Linked DNA regions of Mus musculus: regions 1, 2, 3, 4, 6 and 7 are each linked to region 5. The links are chromatin contacts, called in public Hi-C and promoter capture Hi-C maps. All regions are on one chromosome and are shown on one strand. The core of a region is the stretch at or near the end of the contact, and the rest is flanking DNA. Distances in the headings are between cores, read along the strand shown.

Evidence for each region. Promoter capture Hi-C pulls out the DNA fragments that hold promoters and counts their contacts. Hi-C and Micro-C count contacts between places; a contact is called where the count stands out from the background.
Region 1: a promoter capture Hi-C map of cranial neural crest shows a contact between it and region 5. The contact joins the promoter of Pkn2 here to the promoter of Adh5 in region 5. A contact is called at or near these places in 2 of 39 promoter capture datasets (cranial neural crest and pre-B cells) and 1 of 484 Hi-C or Micro-C datasets (CD4 T cells).
Region 2: a promoter capture Hi-C map of cranial neural crest shows a contact between it and region 5. The contact joins the promoter of Bdh2 here to the promoter of Adh5 in region 5. A contact is called at or near these places in 3 of 39 promoter capture datasets (cranial neural crest, hippocampal neurons and liver).
Region 3: a Hi-C map of B cells shows a contact between it and region 5, with 6 read pairs. The contact joins the promoter of Gbp5 here to the promoter of Adh5 in region 5. A contact is called at or near these places in 1 of 39 promoter capture datasets (pre-B cells) and 1 of 484 Hi-C or Micro-C datasets (B cells).
Region 4: a contact with region 5 is called in a promoter capture Hi-C map of pre-B cells, with 4 times the contacts expected there. The contact joins the promoter of Kyat3 here to the promoter of Adh5 in region 5. A contact is called at or near these places in 2 of 39 promoter capture datasets (cranial neural crest and pre-B cells).
Region 6: a promoter capture Hi-C map of pre-B cells shows a contact between it and region 5. The contact joins the promoter of Pdlim5 here to the promoter of Adh5 in region 5. A contact is called at or near these places in 1 of 39 promoter capture datasets (pre-B cells) and 1 of 484 Hi-C or Micro-C datasets (B cells).
Region 7: a contact with region 5 is called in a promoter capture Hi-C map of pre-B cells, with 2.5 times the contacts expected there. The contact joins the promoter of Cenpe here to the promoter of Adh5 in region 5. A contact is called at or near these places in 2 of 39 promoter capture datasets (cranial neural crest and pre-B cells) and 1 of 484 Hi-C or Micro-C datasets (CD4 T cells).

Annotation. Positions count from the first base shown.
Region 1 is chr3:142,880,631-142,884,088 of GRCm38.p6, forward strand. It overlaps Pkn2 (protein kinase N2), which reads right to left and starts at 1,374. Exons shown (of 22, transcript NM_178654.4): 1 at 981-1,374. The coding sequence starts at 1,028. 9530052C20Rik (RIKEN cDNA 9530052C20 gene) reads left to right here and starts at 1,865. Exons shown (of 2, transcript NR_152127.1): 1 at 1,865-2,356.
Region 2 is chr3:135,279,668-135,282,699 of GRCm38.p6, forward strand. It overlaps Bdh2 (3-hydroxybutyrate dehydrogenase, type 2), which reads left to right and starts at 1,554. Exons shown (of 10, transcript NM_001172055.1): 1 at 1,554-1,701. Gm46826 (a long non-coding RNA gene) reads right to left here. Exons shown (of 3, transcript XR_001783991.2): 3 at 2,765-3,032.
Region 3 is chr3:142,495,126-142,498,396 of GRCm38.p6, forward strand. It overlaps Gbp5 (guanylate binding protein 5), which reads left to right and starts at 1,809. Exons shown (of 11, transcript NM_153564.2): 1 at 1,809-1,870.
Region 4 is chr3:142,699,169-142,702,378 of GRCm38.p6, forward strand. It overlaps Kyat3 (kynurenine aminotransferase 3), which reads left to right and starts at 1,880. Exons shown (of 14, transcript NM_001293560.1): 1 at 1,880-2,007.
Region 5 is chr3:138,441,279-138,444,505 of GRCm38.p6, forward strand. Adh5 (alcohol dehydrogenase 5 (class III), chi polypeptide) reads left to right here and starts at 1,815. Exons shown (of 9, transcript NM_007410.3): 1 at 1,815-1,915. The coding sequence starts at 1,904.
Region 6 is chr3:142,394,210-142,397,386 of GRCm38.p6, forward strand. It overlaps Pdlim5 (PDZ and LIM domain 5), which reads right to left and starts at 1,487. Exons shown (of 13, transcript NM_019808.3): 1 at 1,377-1,487.
Region 7 is chr3:135,210,985-135,214,370 of GRCm38.p6, forward strand. Cenpe (centromere protein E) reads left to right here and starts at 1,579. Exons shown (of 46, transcript NM_173762.4): 1 at 1,579-1,730. The coding sequence starts at 1,675.

The DNA of each region.
Region 1 (3,458 bases), core at 124-2,623, 4.4 Mb after region 5:
TCTAATCTTTGAGTAGCCAAAATATCAATACATTAAAACAAAACAAACCCAGTTTAGAGACAAAATTTTAATCCAGATGTAAACATCTCTTGAATACTCCAAAGTAATGAAAAAGTAACCAACAGGATAAACTTAAAGTCTCCTACTCCATAGAGATCTCAAAACAAAAATCGTGGCTTACTTTATTTAGCTGGGAATAGGAAAGAATAATATTGCTTCGACACCGACTACACTAATTACGCCATCTATTTTGTTATCTTCTGCGGACATGTGCTGCCTAACGTTTTCACTTAATGAACAGTTCTCTGGTTTGTAAACAACTTCTGTAGCGCTCTCTCTCTCTCTCTCTCTCTCTCTCTCTCTCTCTTGTGTCCAAACCGGAGGGAAAATGAAAGTCTGGGGCGGTGGGGGGGGGGGGGAAGCATCAATATTTGAACTTCCGGATGTGAGCAGGGAGAGCCATCCGAGGGACCACCTCTCTCTCTCTCACGGAGTTCAAAAGGAAAAGTTGGGAGAGAGACGCGGCCCGCAGATCACGCTACGGGCTCGCGGTCACCTGAAGGCGGCTGGCAGCGCAAGGCCATCACTTCGGAGCGAGCCCTCGGGGGCTCAAGTTCGGGGGGCGCTCTTTGTGCGGTCGGAGGGGAAAGGGAGGGAACCGCCCACAGCCTGGGAGTCATTCAAAGGAGTTAGGGAGCGGGGCTGGGGGGAGGGCGGGGCGGTGACACCCGGAGGGGACCCGAGCGAGTAAGCGGCCCCGCCCGCGGGGACGGGGTCCCGCCGCCCGGTGGCCTCCGAGAGCGCGCGCGGGAGACCGGGTCCCGGGGCGGAGAGGCGGCTCCGGCCTGACACCCCGCGAGTTTCCACACCTAGCGGGCCAGGGGCGCGCCGCGCCGCGCAGCGTCCCCGACCCCGACCCCGCGGCCGCCTTCCCCTCCCGGGTTCCCCGGGCGGCGCTCCCGCAGGGCCGCGGCCCTTACCTGCAGCTCGGTGAGGAGGATCTCCCCCCGGTCGGGGTTGGACGCCATGGCGCTCCGCTCGGGCCTCCGCACCTGAAGGCGCCCAGCGGCGCGGCCGAGGGAGAAGGCGGGACGGGAGAGCCGGGCGGGGGGCGAGGACCGGAGAGAAAGCGGCAGCTAGGGAGTCATGGAGGCGCGGCCCGGCTTGCAGGCGCGGCTCATGGAGAGCGGCGGGGAGCGAGGGCCCTCGCGGCGCGGCTCCCCTCGCCGCCCGCCGCCGCCCGCCGGACTCTGTTCCCTCAGCCGCTCCCTCAGGGCGACGCCGGGAGCCGACTCGGAGCTCTCGGTGCGGGGCGCAGCGGCCGCGGCGGCAGCTCCTCCTGTCGCACCATTTGGCTGTCACCGCGTCGCAAAAGCGGCCGCGCTTGGCGGCTGCCGGCGCACGTGACTGCCGCGGGGCCCCGCCCCCTGCTGGGCGGGCTCTGGGAAGCCAAGGAGGGTTGGCGGGGACCCCAGGGCCAGGCGCGCGGGGCGGGGCGGACTCTGGGCGGGCCCGGATGACAGGGAGGCGAAAGGCCCCGGGCTCGCGTCGCCGGGAGGCGGGAAGTCGAGCGAGCAGACCACACCCACCGCGGCTGCGCTTAACGGCTCTGCGCGAACGCTAGGTCTGGCCTCCGGCCGGCCGCAGATTGAGCCTCGCTTCGGCCCTCCCTGCTGGGGAGCCGCGCCCTCCCGCCCGCCCACCCCGAGCTGTCGCTTCCTCCCTCCCCCACCTGCCGAAGCGTGTCCACCTCTCGCCTTTGGCTCGCGCGACGTCGCCACCAGTAAGGTGCACCGCGAGCCAAACCCGGGCGGAAGAGGCCCTTGGGAGAAGTGGGCGTGGTCAGGGCGCCAGCCTCTGCTCCGAGCAGTCCCCACGGGCTGCCTTTTCCTCGAGCGCTACCCTGAACTCTGTGGTTGGGACTAGAAAACTACTGAGCTCAAAGCTGACTTAGCTCATTTGTTGATTTTTTTTTTTTCAACGTAAGTTTAATGGAAAGAGATGAGGCAGAATCAGCGTCGGGAAGGAGCCAAAGCCGACTTTACTTGGGGAGGTATAAATGAGAACTAACTACTTAGTTGCAGAGTCTACTTAGTAGTGAGCCTTAACTAGCTACTTAGCAGCCTATCGGAATTAGCTACTTAGTAGCACAGTCTACTTAGTAACATAGTGTAACTTGTGGGAAAATGGACTTCTACAAGTAACACTTATGTATCACAAGTATCAACAGATACTTTTTTTGTCTAATCAATGAGTGGACACTCTCGGTAAACGCTTCCCTTGGGGTTCTGAAGATTAAGTGCATCTAATATAGCTGGTTCAAAGCAATGTGGACAAAGTGGTGATGGCTATTTAGGTGAGTATGGCAGGTTTCAGGTGGGTAGCTACAAGTCTGAGAAGCACTTTACCTTTCATGGGACATTGATGCAGGCTCCTGCAGATTTTTCTCCAAGAGTCTCAGAAATCATTGAAGTCAGAAATCATTGAAAATCTAGAGTTCTGTGACTCCGGCTCACAATATACTGGCAAAACTTTTCCGTTCTGTACTTCAAAAGTTTTACTATTTATATGTTTAATGAATTGCCTGGGCTGAAAATGATAAAAGCAACAAGTGCCTTAATTATTAAGTTACATAATCAACTTTAGAATGCGTTTAATGGATGAACACTGTTACTTCGCCAAGTGTCGTCTTAGGAATACTGTTTCACTCTAGAAACTGCTTATAGCTTAAGTGAAATATTTGTAAACACGCATCCAGTTTCATCATACTGCAGAGTGTGAAATACTTTGCTAGAGCTGGAATTGGCTTGTAATTAACCGTTGCTTCAAGAATGGCAGAGCTGTAAATCTGAGACACATTACTTTGTCTTCATACTTACTATAGTGTGAGTAACATTTTTAACTCCTGCTATTAAAATGGAGGCTTATTAATCAAGGAAGCAACAAGGAACTAACAACATTGGGAGAAGCCAAGTTATATGATTACCTTCCCTAGTAACTAACAGAGAGAGTTAGGCCCTGGAGTTATGAGTAGTCTTAAGAAAGAGTCTATAACAAGTAAGTGGGGAGTCCTCTTGAGGAAGCAGTGTTGTGTCCAAAAACACTATTACAATTTTAAATGGTAGGTACAAAGTGGTAGTATGATTTTTACTGTAAAGTATACACAACAAAACTTACCATTTAAAGTGGGTCACTAGATTCCTATTGATATGTTTTTCTTTTTCTTTTTTTATAATTTACTTTTCTCCAGGAAAGAGATGAGAAACTTCATATATACATAACAAGTGGCTAACTATTAAGAAGTATTTGTGCAATGCCAGGTGTGATGGTACACTCCTTGAATCCCAGCAATTGGGAGGCAGCAGCTGGCAGAAGTCTGTGAGCTTGTGGCCAGCCTGCTCTACATAATGAGTTCCAGACCAGCAAGGGTTACATAGATGCTAGACAAATAGAAACAC
Region 2 (3,032 bases), core at 304-2,803, 3.2 Mb before region 5:
GAAAGTGAATCTTCTTCCTTTGAGATTAGGTCTTACTATGAAACCTACTTTGTCCTCGTTAATCTCCTACCTCAGCCTCCCAAGTACAGGGACTACAGATAGGTCCCTTATTTGGGGGAGAGAGGCAGAGACAGAGACAGAAGTTAATCCTGGAGCACTCTCATAGTCATTAAAAGCAAACGCCTTTCAAAGCCCTGGCAAGTTGAGGGAAAGACAAGTCTATTAGAGCAAGGAGCACACACAGAAGTGTCTGCTGTAATAAGCTGCCGTTTATCCTGCAGGTGTGTGGCAGACGCTGGGCTTCACCTGCACACCATGTCCCCTCCTCACCACCCTGGCAGAGCCGCTGTTTCCTTCTCCTCCATATAAGAACGCAGAGCCGCTGTTTCCTTCTCCTCCATATAAGAACGCTGTAGGTTGGCCAGTTTACAGGTCCTGCTTACTCAGCTATTTCAGGGAGACATAGGATTTATGTCTTTTTATTTTTAAACTGGGCTCTTTTTTCCCCTTTGAGGGGGTCAGCTGTTCTGAATAAGGGTCTTCTGTAGTCCAGGCTGGCTGTGAAGTTCTAAGCAAACTTTGTGATGCTCTTACATCTATTTGTGCTCGGTGCTAGCACTCTGGGCTTTATACCGTGCTAGAGACTGAAGCCAGGGCCTGAGGCAGGAGCTTGAGGGAGGAACAGAAAGCACCCACACACTGAGCAGCACAGGAAGCCACCCTGTGCCTGCCTTAAAGGACCAGCTCTCTGTCTTGCTCTGCTCCGTCCAACCCACGTGCATCCAACTGACTGACTGTGAAACCCACACTTTAGGAGCCACTCAGAAAGAGGAGCAGAACCCAGAACCTTCTGGGAGGCATCACTTTTCTCTTCAAGAAGGAAGCCCTCAGAAAGTACAGCCTGCGTCCCCAGCAGACCTGCATGGCTGGCCAGCCCAGGTGACAAAGGAGGCTCGCAATCTGATAGCTTTGTTTTGTAGCCTTTGCAGTGCCAGAGCCCATGGCAAAGTGTGCCAAATGTGTCGAGCCCCTGGATTTATGCAGGACATTCACACATGACCTCCATGATCACTGTGACACTAGCCAGGTTAACTCACAAGTCTCCGACCCAGCCAAGACCTAGCCCTTTCCTCGTGGCTCCTGTAGTCTTCAACCAACTTGATTGCATGATATTTTGCTCTGTTCATTTCAAGATTCCCATCCTAGCTGGGTGTGCTCCTCGGCTCAGGCCCAGTGCACTCAGGATGCCAGCATTCTGCAGCTGAGGGATTAACGTCAGAAACAAGACTTTAGCCCCAAGGAAGTTTTCTTTTCCCCGCTCAAAGCAATCTGGGTTAAGAGCTAGGAAGACCAGAGTATTTAGTGCCTCGGGTCCCTTGTGTGTTTTCCAGCAGCCTTCCACCTTCCTGGCCATTGGATCTGGCCTGCTAAGTAACTTGCACAAACAAAAGACAGGCCTTTGTTTGGCGTTCACAGTTCCACGTTCTGATCACTAGATGGCAGCATGGACACATCTAAAGTGCACGGCTGTGGCAAACACTTCTTAAAAGCTTACTTAACAGGCATTAGCAAAAGGACTCGGAGGGGACCTGAACTCCACCTCCCAGCGTGCATTAATCAGCATGTGACTTCTCCTGCGCAGAGATCTGAAGTTTGTCTCCTGAAGGAATCTGGAGGACTGTGTGGACTCACTCTTCTAAAGTAAGATATTTTTTTCTAATCACTTTCGACAAAACTTTTGGGGACTGAGAGTTGTAGCTTGTGTTGCCATCTTCTCCATATCGCCGAGTTGAAGATGCATCTTCAGTTAGTGTGGGAGTTGGGAATCCTCTTGTATTTATTAGAGTTTGAAAATAGCCAAAGAAAGACAACTGTTCCAGTATCTGTCCTAAGTAAACTGGCTCGTGAAAATATTTGGAATTCCAGAAAATACTCTGAGCCTTTTTCTAGTAAAAAGAAATTTAGGGTTTTAGTACAATCTTTAGAAGTAGGAAAGTCATTATGTTAAGAGTGGGTTAAGTTTACAATTTCTGGACGTATTCCCACTCTAAACCCCACCCTGTTACCCCCCCTCCCCAAAAAAAAAACAAAAACAAAAAAACAAAAAAACCCATGTTGCCTTGAGACTGCTTGGAGGTCAGCTGGAGAAAGGTTTAGAAGTAAACAGAAACTAAATTTTGTGCCTGGTTGCTTCTGGGTGGTCTCGGGGGTCATGGAGGTGCTTAAGAGAGCACTGAGCAGGTGCCTTCACTGATTCTCAACCTGTGGGTCGCGACCCCCACGCCTAGGTTCTATCTAATTAGATATTCTGAATGTCAGGTGTTTACATTATGGTTCATAACAGCACCAAAATTACAGTTGTGAAGTAGCAACAAAAATATGGGTCACCACAACATGAAGAACTGCGTTAAAGTGTCGCTGCATTAGGACGGTTGAGAACCAGGGCTTTGGTGGGCGAATACCCAGGGTCCCTTAGTGAAGGCCCTGGACTGTGAGTTTCTTATGCTGTACTCAGGGTCGGGGGAGGCAGGGACGGCTCATCCCTTCCTAAAAGCACAAGTTAGCTTTCTCTCAACTCCTACCACACTCTAAGTGAAATTTCTCTCTGCGTGCTACTGGTAAAAAGCAAAGCAAAGCGTACTGCATCAGAATTGGGGAGACGCCATGAAGCCAGATCCTGTTACCCAGCATGTGCGCATGATTGGATCACAGAGTGGGGGTCATCAGTTGGCTTCAGAAGCCCCTCTTACCGTGTGACTGTGTCGGGCTGGATCTCAGAGGAAGGCTCTAATAGGAACCTAACAGGATGGCTTTTATTAGGGGAGATACTGTTGTGGGAGAAAATGACAAGGAACCAGGTGACGATGGGAGAGACTTCAGATGGATCGAGGCAGGGAGAAGGCAGAAGTGGATTTGGGGGTGGGGGCACCCTGAATGCTTCCTTCAGTAGGGTGGGGCTGGGGACCCTAAGGAGGCTAGGGAGAAAGAGTTCTGTACGTCATCCATCACGGTCTGCTCCAGGGTGGGAACAA
Region 3 (3,271 bases), core at 559-3,058, 4.1 Mb after region 5:
CAAAGGGGGGAGTGTAGCAAGGCAAAGGGGGGAAAGCCAAGGACCAAGAGCCCATGGGGTCCCTCAGAGGGGACAGTGAAGATCTTAAGAAGAAGCTGCCTTCCAGAGTGTCAGTGGAACCCTGCGCTCACTCGCAATGTAAGTTTTGGAGTCTTCTGTATGGAAGTACTGGTTCCATGCAGTGCTCTACCAACTGTGTCTCAAGTTGAGTCACTGTCCCCCAGCCCATGACCACACTCATGGGGACAGAGACAGGCCTAGTGCTCTAGAAATCAGCCTGCACTCAGGTCTGACAGCTTCTGAGTCTGCCTCTGCATTCAACTCAAGACACAGGAAAATGAGACCAGTCATCCACGTGCCTTTCCTTCTGAGGCCAGGTACTCCGAGGCTGCATGCTCAAGTCAGTCAGAGATTAGCCTGTCTGGAGAAGTGATCGAGTCCATGGAAAGGAAGTCTGGTAAAGGAATCCCACAGAAAAAACAATATTTTTTGAAAAACTGATATAATAAAAACAAAACCAACCAACCAACCAACCAACGAACCAAAGAAGACACTGGAGTGGAAGGCCATCCAATGCGCATGGATCAATACAGTTGTTATTGTGATAACGGTTAGGTTATTTTACCCAAAGTCACCAGTATAGGCGGTACCCACCATAAAGTCAAATGCTATTTCTGTCAAGCTTACAGGCAAGTGCAGTCTAAAGCGAGTATGCTTCCTTTTAGGAGAGTTAGACTCCAGAGAGCGTCAGAACAAAGTCCGCAAATATCCATGTACAACATTCAGCTTCTATATAACTGATCTTTATTGGCTACATATGACCAGACATTTCCTGAGTTTCCTTGTCCCAGTAGTGACAGCGTCATCTCCAGGACTTGTTAACATATTATTTTGGCTTGAATTCTAGACAAGTGAGATAGAAGATCTTTCTTGAAGCTCCGTTAAGGGAAGGCTATTTCTTCTTGGTAAAGCATAGCTATTTTATTGACCTATTTTAAAAAATTAGTTTAACCCACTCAGTGGCTTGAGTTTTGCTCAGAAGAATCGGACTTGGGTCACATCATCAGCAGATGTTCCAAACGGCACCAAACAGTATAAGATTAAAGCAGCTGCTTACAGCCTTTCTGTGACTGAGTCAGCTTGCTGGTGCAGTCTCTAACCCAGCAAGCGTGATTAGCTTTCTTTTCCTTTGCAATCTCTCCTTTCTGGTTTCCTGTACGGTTTGTCTGCTCTGCTAATTTTTTCCTCTCTCCAACTCCAAAAAAGTTATCCTCAGTTTTCCTAATTCTGTTCTTTATTTCTTTTATATATGGGATTCAAGAGTCCACAACATGACACCCTGAGTTCCTTGTTTAACCTACTACCAATGAAAACAACTTTTATCCTAAGTGGATGCAGAGACAATTGTAAGAAATGAGTCTTCAAATAGTACGTGAGGTTTCCCTTCAAAACAATTGTGATTCAAAACCATAAAAATTATCACCCTCGTTCAAAGGAATAAAATAAACAGCGCTTGAAACAATGACAAACGATGTCAACGTTCTCTTTCAGATTGTGGGCAACTTCTGGGAAATTAGTTCAGTGACATTCAAGCCTTCTGCTTTTGAAAATCCCCTTCAACTATACAGTCTGAACTTGTGTAGTTTCAATTTCAGTTTAGAGAACCCTTTTGCAGATTCCTGTTCTTGCGTTTCATAATCAAGTTCTCTCCCAGCTCTCTGGGAGAGGAAAGGAAATTCCCAGGGCTGGCCGTTATTTCTCAGAACCAAGCACAGATAAATAAGGGTGCAACGAGTTTGTCCTCTTGCAGAGTCCCGTTTGAAGCAGTGTTCTTACTGGCCCCTGCTCCCGCTCTTCAGTTTTTCTTAAGGTAAGACCTGGAGCAGGGGTGGGAAGAGACTGTTAGGAATTATTTTTTAGACTACTTTATCCAGGATGGGATGCATCCTAGCCTGGATGCTGGCTCAGCCCCATTAGAGATTAAACAGCAGTGTTCTCAGAGAAGCAGAATTCCTTGTCCAGCAGTCCGAGTGTTTATTCAGTGCCGTTATTGTTTCCTGTTAATGAGAGGGCAGAGTGTGAAGAGATTAAACTGAAAGGTAGAAATGACTTCCAACTGTTTATCTCCGCTTGTTCTAACTTCTTGGCATCCCTAGTTGCTGTTTAGAACAGAATCACCTCCAGAATAGCAGGCAACCATACTGTTTGCATGAACAATATAGCAGAGCATGAGCTGCGCAGTAAAAGGTCTGAGACTGGGGCTCTAACCAGCGCTCCCATTGTCGGGAAGTGAATTCCCAGACAGCAAGGCTCTATATGTGGGCCGATGCTTGTCCTCATTGGAGCTTGGGACAAATTCACAGCCAGAGCTGCGAGAGAGAGAGAGAGAGAGAGAGAGAGAGAGAGAGAGAGAGAGAGAGAGAGAGAGAGAGAGAACTCCAAGGCACACAGGAAGAGGTTTGCTGACAGCAGTGAGCATTTTCGCTGCACTGCCATCTCTTAAAGGTTCCGTGTTTGCTTTTCCTGGGCAGTCACTCACTTTTAAACCCCATTTGTGTTGGATTCTGTCTCTGCTACAATATTGTCTCTACCTTTATATGTTGACGAATCAAAAAATGACCTATTTGGCCGGTATGGTCTGGCTATGCGGATCGCTCCTGGGAACTCTTTTGACTTCTTGCTGTGTCCCGTGCCTCATGCATATCATACTTAAAGAACAGATAAGAATATAAACGCAAAAACTGAGCAAACACCAGAAGTTCATCTCCAGCACCTTTCAGTACTTTCAGATTTCTTGGTGACCTTCTTCCCTACAGTCCTCCCCTTGTGTGAACATTTCTCTTCTTCTCTTCTCTTCTCTTCTCTTCTCTTCTCTTCTCTTCTCTTCTCTTCTCTTCTCTTCTCTTCTCTTCTCTTCTTTTTTTTTATAATTATTTTATTTATGTGTGTGCCTGAGTGTATTTTAGTCCCCCAGGACTGGTGTTATAGGTAGTTGTGAGCCACCTGGTATGGGTTAAGGGAACAAAATCCAGGTCTACAAGAGCCTCAAGTGCTCTTAGTCACTGAGCCAATATCTCTAGCCCAACCCTCTACTGATATAAATGCATATTGATTTGGTTACGTCTGGCTTGTAGGAAGCAGAATTGTAGGGAAGACTTGAATGACATCATAATGCTACTCAGTTGCAAGGATGAGACTGGAAATCAATATTAAGTGGAACTTACAAATAAAAACCCGATTTTATCTAGTTTTATGTATATATATGTATATT
Region 4 (3,210 bases), core at 630-3,129, 4.3 Mb after region 5:
TTGACTAGTTTAAATTGCAAGTGCTAGCAGCTGAACTGCATTCAACCCAGAGAATATATGTGGATGGAGACAGAAAGAGACAGAGAAACCTTTGCAATCTTTTTGAGGGTAAATGCACACTTTCTGCTAAGGCTTCTGAAACATTTAAATTAATGCCAACATCACTATTATTGCCTAGCTGGGAAGCACTAATTTACAACTCACAAGCTGAGCAAGCATCTGCATGTCTGTATCTCTTGGCATTCTAGAGGCTGAAGCAGAAGGGTGTCTGAATTTGGGGGACAATGGGCTAAGTAGCTAAAACAGTCAAGGGTGCACAGTGAGATCCTATCTTGAAAACAAAAGGACAAACAAAGAACAGTAAACTCAACTTGTAGATTCCATGTTTTGCTCCAAGATGGCTGCAGCCAGCAAATTGACATTCTAATGAGCAAGGAAACCACAAGTCAAAGAAACGGTAAAGGCAGCAGTCCACCATGTGGGCAGTGTAATTATATCAGAAACTAGGAACACAGTGGTCATGAAACATACCCTGTGTTTTGAAATAAGAAACTAGCAGCTTACTGTAATGGTTGTATGTGAAAAGGAGAAGAGAGAGAAAGGAAAGGGACACCGAGCAGCCACTTAGCCTCAAAAACCTTGAGAACGAACTGCGATGTTCCCCAATTCAACCTCAGCAATATCAACAGAACACCGACTGCAGATAAAGCCATTCCAGATCGTCATGAGTTTTAGGTCCAAAGGGGAAAACTCCAAGAATCCCGAATATGGACAGACCCGCTGACTGGGTTCAAAATGAAGGCTTGCCTCACCTCAAGCTCCACTGTAGAATTTCAGGGAGAGACAAAAGTTCACCCTCATCCTTAAGGACCTCTGAAACCTTCTGTCTGCCAGGAAAATCCACTTGCCTATTAAGATACAAAGTGCCTACCAAAGCCACAGAGCTCTCAAGCCCTCCTCCCCTTCTATTCTAAACTTCCAGGCTGTTCCAATTCACAGGACAAACACACACACACACACACACACACACACACACACACACACACACACCTGAAGCTGCAGCCACCGGTTTTTCTTTATAACTCGCAAGGTTTTTCCTGCTATTCCCTCTGCTCTGGAGAGACAGCCCTTGCCAGTCTGCCTCTCTGCTCTCTTCCCATAACTGCTTTGGACTTTCCCCAAATCCTCTAGTTATTCTCTCTCTCCTATATCTTAGGTAAACATCTTCTTCCCACCATGGGTCGGTCAGTTCAGCAGCCTGCCTGTGCCCTTGCTTACAATGAGCACCTTTAATGTTCGTAACAAAATACAGAAGCGCTTGGCTCACTGTGGCAAGGTCAGTGCATCCAACCAAATCCGCTTTTGTTCCTTCCTACAGGCGTGAGTACAGCGTTCAGCCGCTCTCGTGAACTACAACACCTCGACTCCTTTAAACGCAAGAGGAAGAAAATCTAACCCCCAAGCTGTGCTCTTAACAGCTTGTCCTCCCGCTTCAGTGTCACTTCCTCCGCCTTTTAGGTCCTGCATCACTTTACAGTTCCGAAGGAAAGATTCCCTCTCCCTCCTCTCTCCCCATCAGAGGGAACACATAGACAACTACACAGGCCGGCCTCTCAAGCATTTTCAAGTCTTTCTCCTAGAACCTGCTTCGAATCCACGCAGCGGAGATTTAAAAACAGTTCTGCTCCAAACAGTCGCACACTTCCACTTTTTCCTGGATACTCAGCCAAGGCCACGCCCTGTCCCCTAGCCTGGGAGCTTCTTGTGCACTCTCACAGGGCGCGCCACGATTGGAGAAATCCGTAACCAATCTGTAGCCTTAGCCCTGATACCGGAGCCAATCCCTGGTCAGAGCCACGAACCGCCTCCACCCCGCCTCCTCTACAATCAGGAGGGTTCCTGCTGCACTCTGCTTCTGGATCCCCGAGTGCATTCCGCCAGGAACCCCGGCGACACCTAGCGACCTCCGGACTAAGGCCAGGGACGCATTGGAACCAGGAGAACGATGTAAGCGGGCGGGACGTAGTGAGCGGTGACTCGGCCCGGGGCATACAGAGTTTGCGGAGCCGGGAGCCAAAGGGAGGTCGGCGGGCAGGAGAAGCGCCCGTACTAGGCACATGGTCGGACCACAGCGGAGACTGTGGGATTTATCTTGGGGTTGACAGGCTTTTCTTTGGAGAAAAGTCCACCCTTGTCCCTTTTACTCTTGATTGTGTAGTCTGGGTGTTTAGAACGCACCTTTGCAAGGGCAATACTGACTTCAGTTCATCCGTGAAAGATGTTTGTGTTTGTTTCTTGAGACAGTCTCTTCTTCTGGAAGTAGTTTTGTGGCAAAGGAACTTTTTAATCCTCCTATCTCCACTCCCACACACCCGACCCACACACCCAGTGCTAAGATTAGAGGTGTGCGCCACCGCTGCTGGTTTTATTCGGTGCCTAGGTTGGAACCCAGAGCTTCATCCCTACTAACTGAGCTACCTCCCTAGCCCAGATAAGGCGAAAGTTCAGGGTTGGAAAAGCAGTTAAACCAGAAGCTTGAGATTATCTTTTCGGAGCTTTGCAAAAGACAAAAGCAGTCTTAATTGGTGGTGTCTGAAGGTCAAGCATTCTTGTAGATCTGAGCCGCTCGCCCCTAAGCACCTCCATTCAGTGTTCCACCTATGGGCTGCTGGGTAGGTAGGTGGCACACGGGAAGCTTGCTCAGGGCTGCAGCCAGCCAGCCTGTAAATCTGTTCAACTTTTGCCTGTGTGCGGTACCCTAATTTCGGCATCAGGTGACCATACCGCTTCCCTTGTGAGAGAATCTCACTTTCACGCGGCCTTAAAGCCCGTTTTGAATGGTGCCTCTTAACTCTTATGCTGATAATGCCTCTTAACACTTATGCTGATAAACTTGACTGTGTTTTTTATTCATGCTTCACCTCTTCATATGGCCTTGAATGCCTCTGTACTTTGAAAGCTAGAACCCTGTTCACCTCGCTCTGTTGCAATTAGCGAACTTTATAAACACTCTAGAACCCGGCTAACAGGTATGGCATGTGGTGAAAATAAAGGGAGCAGTGTTATTTATCAAGAGGCTGTCTCTGATAAATCTTTCTTGAGCTTTTAGGTAACCTGAAGGTTCCTGACGTTTTCAGATTGCTAACACAACTATTCTTTATGTCTGTATACCTCCTATGGGTCAGATTTGTAACTTGGTAGTTTGAGTGG
Region 5 (3,227 bases), core at 565-3,064:
TAGAACTAGAGAGGACTGAAGATGCCCATCTCCCTTCTCCCTGACTGGATGAGCACAGGGAAAACTCATGCTGAGTTAAGCCCTGGTCAAGTCATTTTTGAGGGCAAGCCTCCTTAAGAACACACATGTTTACATTGATACTACCTCTAGAGCAGTGGTCCCAGCCTCCCTAATGCTACAACCCTTTATACAGCTCCTCATATTGTGGTGACCCCAACCATAATTATCTCATTGCTACTTCATAACTATCATCTGGTTGTTATGAATCGTAATGAAAATATCTCATGTTCAGGATACCTGATACGTGATCCCTATGAAAGGATCATTCGACCCCCAGAAGGGTCATGACCCACACGTGACAAACACTGCTCTAAAGGAAACAGTAGGAAAATTTTTCTCCCTCCTTCCCTGAAAAATCGTGAAAATAAACTTCTCAAAGTATGAGAATACTCCACTCCACATGACTGCATCCTCCGTCGTTTACAAAAGTCAGACTAAACTACAAAGTGCCTACAGCAATAGGTCAATCACTCTTCAGTTTCTGGCCCTAGTACTGCTTCTTGCAATGATGAATTTCTAGTCTGATGGATTGTGATTCTCTGTATTCCTGTTTCTGTTTCGGGGGGCAGCAGCTCTCCCTGCGTGACTTCACTTCTGTAAGAATTATGAATTCCTCAACTTGTTCAACTTCTTACAGGAGTATAACTTATAATATCCACATGTGGTGGTTTGACTGGAAATGGCTTGTATATTTGAATATTTTAATCACCAGACACTGGAATCATTTAAAAGGATTAGGAGGCACGAATACAAGATTAGTTTTAAGTAAGTTGGGTTTTAAGCACTGAGATACCCTAATACACACTGGCTTGGTACTTCAAGCCTGGAGTTTAGGAACACTACCCTGACTGGAGACAGACTATGGTGATCATCCTATTAATTATATACGTTAAAAGCCAGGGTGTGAGTTAGTGTGAAGTGAGAGAAGGGCTTTGAACAGTACCGTGGAGAATGTCAACCCTTAAAGTGTGTAATCAGGAAATGAGCCATGAAAAAGACAAAATGCGGTGTTTTAGTGGGTACATTTCAACACAAGCAGCATTTGGGATTACATCAGCAAATACAGCAGCCTCTGTCTCCACATAGTTGGTCCACTCTTAAAAGGGGCCCACTCTGCTCCCTCGGTTCCCTTCCTGAAAACTTCTCTCCGTGTCCGATGGTCCCTGAAATCCCAGGACCTGGTCGTAACCTGCTGAAATCCGAGGTCGGGCTGTTGCTAGGATGGGCACCTCTCCCTCTAGTGTTCCTTCAAAGCCCTTGAGGGCCGCAGTGTTGACTCGTCCTGGACCCAGACCCGCAAAACAAGGGGCTGCATTAGCTCGCTAGCGCATGCAACCCGCAAATCAGTAGCTCGCTAGCTAGCGCGTGCAAGCCCGGGAAGAGGGGGGCGGGGGGACCGCGGACAGGGACACACGGAAGGCGTGGCTTGTTCTACACGTGCTTTCCCACACGTGTTACCACACGCTATATTTCTCTCACGTCTAACGTACAAAGACTGCACGAAAATTAGACAAGGAAATACCACAGAGATGCTTTGCAGGGGCTCAGTTGAGCCAGCCTGGAATAAAGCGCTTCACGGCCCCAAAACTACTGCCTCCCCAGCAACGGAGCGCAGTAGCCGAAACTCAGGCTCCGAAACGCGGGCCCCGCCCTTCCGGTATTAGGCCCGCCTCCCAGCCGAGTCCCGCCCTACGCACAGCCACCTCCTCCCGCCCTCACGTACGCCCCGCCTACATCGAAGGCCCGCCTCCCGCGCACAGCCCCTCCCCTCACGCACGGTCCAGCCCTCACCCGGGTTCCGCTACACTCGTGAACCTTAGCGCTCGATCCCGAACTAGCGGCCATGGCGAACCAGGTATGGAGGCGCGCGGTGGGCCGGAGCAGAGGAGGGGAACGCCCGGGTGGCCCGCTGCCGCCCGCCGGGGAAGGCGAGCGCAGCCGCAGCGAGGGCATGGAGGCTTTGTTTCGGCGCCGCGCTTGGAGAGCAGCTCTGCTTTCTGCTCTGCTCCGCCGGAGCCCGGTGGGCTGAGGCCCGCGCCCGTCACGCGGGACGGAAGAACTTGCCCGGGTCGCGCCCGGGTTGCAGGATCAGATTTGGAGCGCGGGCCGTGCTCAAAACTCCCAAGCAAAGTTAGGCCCTTCCTTCGACCTTGGCTTTCTACGTGCAGCACGGTGTACCTGTTTTTTTCAAATCACGTTATTTGACTTTCAAGTCCATCTCCAGTAAACCCAGTGAGTGGCTTGCAACCTTTATTCTGTCAACACATTTCATAAGCGTCAAGTGAACTGATCAAAACCCAGCATTTCTCACTAGGTTTGGTTCCGTGGTTAAGAAGGTCTGTACTGAGTGTAATCGCTCTAGTAGCTCATTGCTTTAGATGCGCGATATAAATTTCATATGGAATTGTAAACTTTACAGAGCCACATAAAATTAATTCTAATGGTATGTTTACCCAACCTGATACTCGCAATATTATTTCCACGTTATAAGTATTTTTAAATTGAGATATTCTTCACTCTTCTAAGCTTTCAAATTTTTACATCATACCTGATTTCAGTTCACACTTGTCCTTTATCTATAGTGTTCAATAGCCACCTGTGGCAAATGGCTAATGCATTAGTTAGCACAGTTATAAGAGATGGTTATAGTATTTTTACCCCCATTTGGATATTTCTTAGGATCCTTTCCACTGGGAAGTATTGCACTAAAGTGATGCTATATAAGCCATCCCAAGGAAAAGATAATTAGGTCGCATAATACTAAGCTTGAATACTAACCTTGAATTACTTGCCAAACCTAGTGAAAGACTCTGGGTGGGATTTTGCTTGGCTTGTCCATTGTTGTGCTAGGACTCAAATCCAAGGCCTTGTGCATTCAAGGCACATGCTCTACCATTGAGCTACACCCCAGCTTGGGACATGTATTCCATAGTCTTCTTTCCTTTTCTTTCTTTCCTCCTCTTCTTCTTCCTTTTCCTCCTCCTCCTCCATCTCTTCCCCACCTCCCACCCTCCTTTAAGATGTGTGTGTGTGTGCCTGTGTGTGTGTATATGCATGCAGGAGCCTGTGGAAGCCAGGGGGTGGCACAGATCCTCTGGAACTAGAATTACAGGTAGCTGTGAGAGTGTAGATGCATAGGACTGAACCTGGAGTTTTCTGCAAGAGCA
Region 6 (3,177 bases), core at 237-2,736, 4.0 Mb after region 5:
TTTCCCTAGGAGAGAATGTATTGTACTTGTGTGTCATCCCACATCCATGTCACTTCCCTTTTCTTAGGGACTCCCTTCCTGATTTCTCCGATTTGTTATTAACATTTCTAGCACTAGCCAAGTCAGCCAAACCACAACACCGGTCTCTTCTCTAAATTCCCTTTCTGCTAGCTTCGCTTGGAATTCATTTGTCTGAAAATATTCTGATCCTTAAGCAACGGCAATATTTTTATTGGCTTTTTCCAAGTCTCCCCCATGTGGTTATTAGTGCCCAAATGCTAAAATACCAACCAAGCAGGCAGGAAATAACAGCTTATTCTGCTTTCAAACATGTAAAAACGTTGGAATTTCTGTAGAGCTTTGGATTTTCTTTTAGGGACAGCATAAATAATACCTTCCATCTACTGCTAGTGAGGGAGGCTAAAAGTGGTTTCCCACACTTGTGTGCGAGTTTCCTTGGTGTGCGTAACCGGGAGAGACCTACAAGTGAGGAGCCCTTCAATTAAGACAACCTAGAGATTCTTTCTCCCCTTCCTGAGATAGAATGGTGGGAGGACTAAAGCACTAAGGCTGAGGGATGAGACGTTTCCCAGCTTGGGTTCACGCCTAGCCCTGTTGGCCAAATAAGGTTCCCCAGCTAGCAGTTTCCGTAGCAGGCGGGTTCAGACGTCCTCGGGTCAAGAAGGCGGACCTGGGATAGGATCTGGCGATCACACCCTAGACCTGCCCAGCCCAGTCACGAATTTTCTTTCCAAGTTCTGCCCAGTCCATACGCCCTTCCTCTTTCCACTCATTGTCAAACGGGGCTGAAGCTCAGTCTGACCCAAGCCCCAAGTATACACCAGTTTCATAAAAACTGGCGACCGCGACTGATCTAAGTGGGCTTTCCTTCTGGACGCACCGACGTGTAACCCTCACAGGTTACACAACTGCACATATTTCAGGGAGGGGGAAATACACGCTTCTCCGTAGCCTGGGAGCCAGCAAACAAAACTGCGCCGCTTTCCCGTGCAGGCGCACACTCTCGGCTCGCCGGAGCTTCCCTGGGGGCTGGCGCGCCCCAGGCCGAGGTGCTGCCCTTCGCCGCCTGCCCTCCGGCTCGGCGGGCGCCCCCTGGTGCGCCCGGCTCTCCGGAGCGCCGGTCCCCGAGAGCCCCGGCTCCGGGCGCTCAGTCCCGCCGCGCGCCGCCCTGCCCCGGGCGCTTCTCACACCTCGGCGCGCACCGGGAGCACCTGAGGAGCAGCGGCTCCCGGGGACACGCTCGCCCCGTCCTCCTCTCGTCCCGCGCCCCTCCACGCGCCGCACCCCGTCACCCGCTTCTCCTCCTGTTCCCTCGCGGACCAGGACGTGCTCCTCCGCCTCCCGCGGCCACTCACCTCCTGACCGGCGCGGCGCACCCTCCGCCTCAGACCAGCGCTGACAAGTGGCTCGCGGTGCCTGCGCCGTCCCTCTCAAGCCGGTGGGGAACTTCCGCCTCCGCGCTCGCCCCGCCTCGCCCCAAGGCTGGCCACGCCCCTCCCCTAATGGTCACGCCCCCATGGTCCGGGCTGGGCGGGGCCACGTCGCTCAGGGCTTAGAAGGCAGTGGAGTCTCCCTGTTGTGCTCTGTGACTTGCTGGGACCGGCTGCCGCCGCCACAAAAAACAATTGCCCCTGTGGAGTTTCGGTGGGCGTAGTCTCCGGGGTGTAGTCTTGGACTGGTACCTGGCAAAGATCTAGCCTTCCGCTTCTCTGTTTTGTATTTCGGCGTTTTTCACTCTGCAGAAACTTGAATTGACCCGCAGTTGGTCTGGCTGAAAATAGAAAAGGGCTTTAGCTAAATCTCTGCCGGTGCAAGTTCAGCGACTACCGCCTGCTTTTGTGAAAGACCTCTGTATACTCTCGAGAAGTGCAAACTCTGAAGTTTGCTTGTCAGGAAGGTGAAAATCGCTAACCCTAATATGCAGAAGTTAAATCTGTCGTCAAGCTAAAGGACAGCCATACAAAGCAGTGGCCAAAAGTGATTCAGCCACTGTATCCTCAGCTTATTTTTCTAATTCCAAATTAACAGCACATTTACCTACTTCTGTAAAGTTGTTTGGTTTTGCCCAGAGAATTTATTCACAAGCAAACGTTAGTAATGTTTAACGAATACTCGAAAAGAAACTTTTAAAATATTAAAAGCACAAGTGTTAACCAAGTGGTGTATCAAACAAAAATAAACCTCAACCGAAGTCCCTGAGTCTGGAGTCTGCTCTAGAGGTACAAGCAAACTCCTAAAGTAGGTTCAAAGTTGTTCAAATAGTAGCCACTGGCCACATATGTCTATTTAACTCATTGTAAAAATGTTTTATATCATTGTTATGAATCTAAATTTATACATGAGTAGGATAGGATTTCCATTAAATAGAAGCTTCAGTAGGACTACATTTCACTGTACAGTTGGATGTTTAGTGGCCAAGTTGACATATATGGACCAGGTTTTTAAAATGTTATAAATTTAAAAAATAGGTATGTTGATTATATGTTGATATTATCTGCCTATTTAAAACATTATTACAACTTATTTTCATTTTTTAATGTATATACTAGAAAGTTTAACATGGATGTGACTTGCATATTTTGTTGGCCAGTTGTTGATTGTATTACATTCTAAAAGGAAAACTAGTTTGCAGGGAAGAATTTTTCTAATGTGGGATTTGTCTAGTGTGTTTTAGGGTTCTGTTTCATAGATCATTCCAAAGTAAATGGTTAAGAATGGTTACATGTAAACAGATATCCCCTGCAAAGCAAAGAGTCAGCCTTACAGTTGCCTTCATAGGATGAATACCAGCCTTAGTCACAATGTTTACAAATGAAAGTTGCAACAGATTCTATAACACATGATAGACAGTTCCACTTGTGACAAGTCACTTGCCTGTGTTACCTTATAACGTTCTTCTCTTCACCCCCTCATCTGCTTGGTGCTGATACAGTAAAAATCAAACTAGATCAATGCTATTTCATTACCAAGGTTTGAACCATAGCATCAGAGAATCAGCATCCTGAGATGATGAGGAAAGAGCTGAGAGTAGATAGGGTGGCCCAAATGTACCTTAAGTTTTAGTCCTAATTGCAAACCAGGCCTTCAACCTTCTCCCTTCCCACTCCAGTCCAAAGCCTGGGAACTATCAGCAGGTTAAGTAACTGCTTAATTCTT
Region 7 (3,386 bases), core at 329-2,828, 3.2 Mb before region 5:
CTTAGAACAGGACTATTAATGGAAAATAAGAGGAAGTCAGGAGGACGGATAGAGAGACGCACAGGAAATAGAAGGGAAATTGAGGGGTTTTTGAGAAGGAGAGCTTCCTTTTGGAACATCAGCTGAGGAGGAGGGTCAGCGGGGTGCTTCCTCTGACTCTCTGAGCTAGCAGGCTTTTATACCCAGCATCTGGCTCCCTAGGCTTCTTTGGTAAAATCAAACAATTGGTATCTGGGTTTGAAAAAAAAAAGCACAACATAAAACAGTTTCACAATGAATATCTCTTTTTCTGTACTGTTAGGAATTGAACAGAATGATGCAGGATTCCCCAGCTCCGGCCCCCTTTTCAGTTATTGTGAGACTGATTAAACTGCCCCCATTGGCCTTGAACCATCAAGCACCATCTCTTTCTCATTAGTGTATATTAATTGTACAAGACGTTTCATTTTGTTATGACATTTTCATACCTGAATATTACGTCCTTTTGTCAAATTCACCTCTTCTGCTACCCTCTCAGTCCCTCTCTTTTTCCTTCTAATAATTATCTCTTGATGAACAGCATAGATCATATAGTGGAATACAGTCAATCTTTAATAAATACTGCCTGCTATATAATGTTAGCAAAGACAGTGTGACAAAATCACAGCTGTGAAAATAATACTCTTGCTCTAAAAAATCCCTTCCTTGCCTCTGAGCCTTTAATGACATAACATTTCTTCCCCTTCATAAGTTTGTTCCCTACAGCTAAATATATATTTGCCCACTTTAAAAAAAAAAAAAAAAGTTAAAACAGGGCAGGGAAGATAGCTCAGTGAGTAAAGTCACTGGCTGCCAAGCTAAAGTTGAATCCCTAGAACCTAGTGGTAGGAGAGAACTGACATCCCCAAATTGTCCTTGGTTGCCTCCCTGAGGCTGAAGGTTAAGTCATTGTTGCCTGGAGACACCACATACTTCAGACTTGTCGGGAATTAGAAAATTCCAGCTGTTTCTGAGCTAGAAGCCTCGTCCCTAAGGCGTAGCTTTATTATTTTGGGAGCCTCTTGGATTACTCTAACCAACATGAAAAGAAGTGTTCCATGCCTAGTACTGGGGATTTCTCGGGTAATCCATGCTCTAGTGTGCAGCACTGTCATGTCCCCACAACATTTTCCCAGGTGTCAATGATTCTCTCCCTTACATGAGGCTCTTACACTCACCGTCCAGAGAAATGAAAGTTAAAGAAAAGAAACAACAACGCCTCAAAGCAGTTCCAAAAGAAAAGAAAATCTTCCTTTCCTGGCTGGGCAGTGAGTTCCCATTGGAGGCTTTAAAACAAAACGAAAGCTTTTTTTGGTTTGGTCTAGTCTGGAGTTCTTGTTTGTTTGTTTTTTAAGATTATAATTCTTTTGTTCTGCAGGCGTGACTCTAACACAAAACTTCTCTCCAGCTGAGTTCTGAGGCTCTCAGTTCCGGGATCTCTGAGTCTCCCCCGCCTTCCCCATCCATGGACTCGCCCCGCCTTTCCCCCCGCAACCCCCACTCGCCGCAGCACTTGGACTGTCCCGTGACGTCATGACGCTGCGCCACCCAATCCGCTGCAACCTTGAGGACATTTTAAACTTAAAGGCGGGGCGGCCCGGGAGCTCGGTCGGCGCCGTTGCTCTCCTTCGTTTCCCTTAGTCTGCAGCGGACAGGATGGCCGAGGAGGCTTCAGTGGCTGTCTGTGTTCGTGTGCGACCCCTCAACAGCAGGTAGGCGGCCTGGGGCGGCGTGGGGACCTGCGTCCCAGCCCGCGCTGCCCCGAGTCACACCGACACCCGGGTGCAGGACTCCGTTTCCCCGAAAACACGGTCCGACTGCGCGTAGTTCTGCTCAGGGGACACTGCCGTCCTCGCCTGATGGACGGAGACAGTGAATGTTCAGTAGTGGGAAAAGGTCGGGAATGCCAGAAAGAAAAGACAAGAGGGGGTTGATGAAGTCTACTGGGTTTGCTGGCTTCTGGCCTTCAGCTAGAGATGCTAAAGCTTGAGAAATTGGTATTAAACGGGTGGTCGATAGGCGAGATTCTCAAAATTGATTATTTCTTGCATTTAAGTTCCTTCCCTAATTTGGGAAAAAGCTGGCTCCTAGTTAGCATTAGCTGTTGACTTGACAGCCAGCTATATCTAAGGGAGTCTCCATTGGAGGACTACCTGGATGAAGTTGGCCAGTGGGCATGTCCTTGTGGTGGAATCTTAGTTCCTGGTTGATATGGGCAGTGCTTAGGCCAGTCTGGGTGGTTCCATTCTTACTCATGGAACTCAAGGCTGTGTAAGACAGCTACGTAGGCAAAACCCAGAGAGAGCAAGACAATAAACAATGTGCTTCATGAATTCTGCCTCCACTCCTGCTTGCGACCCTGCCCTGACTTTCCCTGGGGCTGGAAGTGTAGGCTGATATAAACCTTCTCCGTTCCAAGTTGCTTTTGATATAAACCTTTTCCACTCCAAGTTGCTTTTGGTCATGATATTTTATCACAGCAGCACAAAGCAAACTAAAACAGTATATCTATAGACATAAGCCGTTAACGATACACAGAAAAAAAAAAGAAAAACAAAACAAAACTGTGCAGAATGTTGAAAGAGCCACTGGGCCTTCAGAGACATGGGGTACCTGGTGTCAGGAAAACGCTAACACTACAGAATAGGTGGTTCATTGATGGATAGATCACAGAGATTCAACTTCCAGATTGCTTGACTGATGTGGTGTTTGGTACGAATAGGAATTTAGAGGAAGGTGGCACTGAAGAGATTAGTGGTGTCTGTCATGGTGGCACAGGCCTTTAACCCCAGCACTCAGAAGACAGAGGGAGGTGTATCTTAGTTGTAGACCAGCCTGGGCTACCTAGTGAGTTCCAGGCCAACAAGGTGAGACAATGTCTCAAAGTAAAGAACAGAAAGAGATTAGTGACATAGTTCAGGGGATTTAGGGCATGTCAAGTATTCCGGAAGATTCCAGAAGTTTTTTTGTTTTTTTTAAAGATTTCAGAGAGGAAGTAGAGCCTATGCAGACAAAGATAGTTATGAATATAGTTAAACATAAAATTATATTACTTAAATCTTCATTTTGCAAGAGGTTTGGGTTTTTTTTTTTAATTTTTGTTTGTTTATTTGGTTGGGGGGGGGGGCGGTTGGTCGGTTTTGGTTGGGTGGTGGAGGTGTTTTGAGATGGGGTTTCACTGTGTAGCCCTGGCTATCCAGGAACTCAGTTCCATAGACCAGGCTAGCCTCCAATTCATAGAGATCCACCTGCCTCTGCCTCCCTAGTGCTGGAATTAAAAGTGTGTGCCACCACTACCCAGATTTTTGAAACTTTGTATTGCAAGGTTCTCCGGTAATACAAGATCTTTCCCCAGCTCAGTAGCTCTC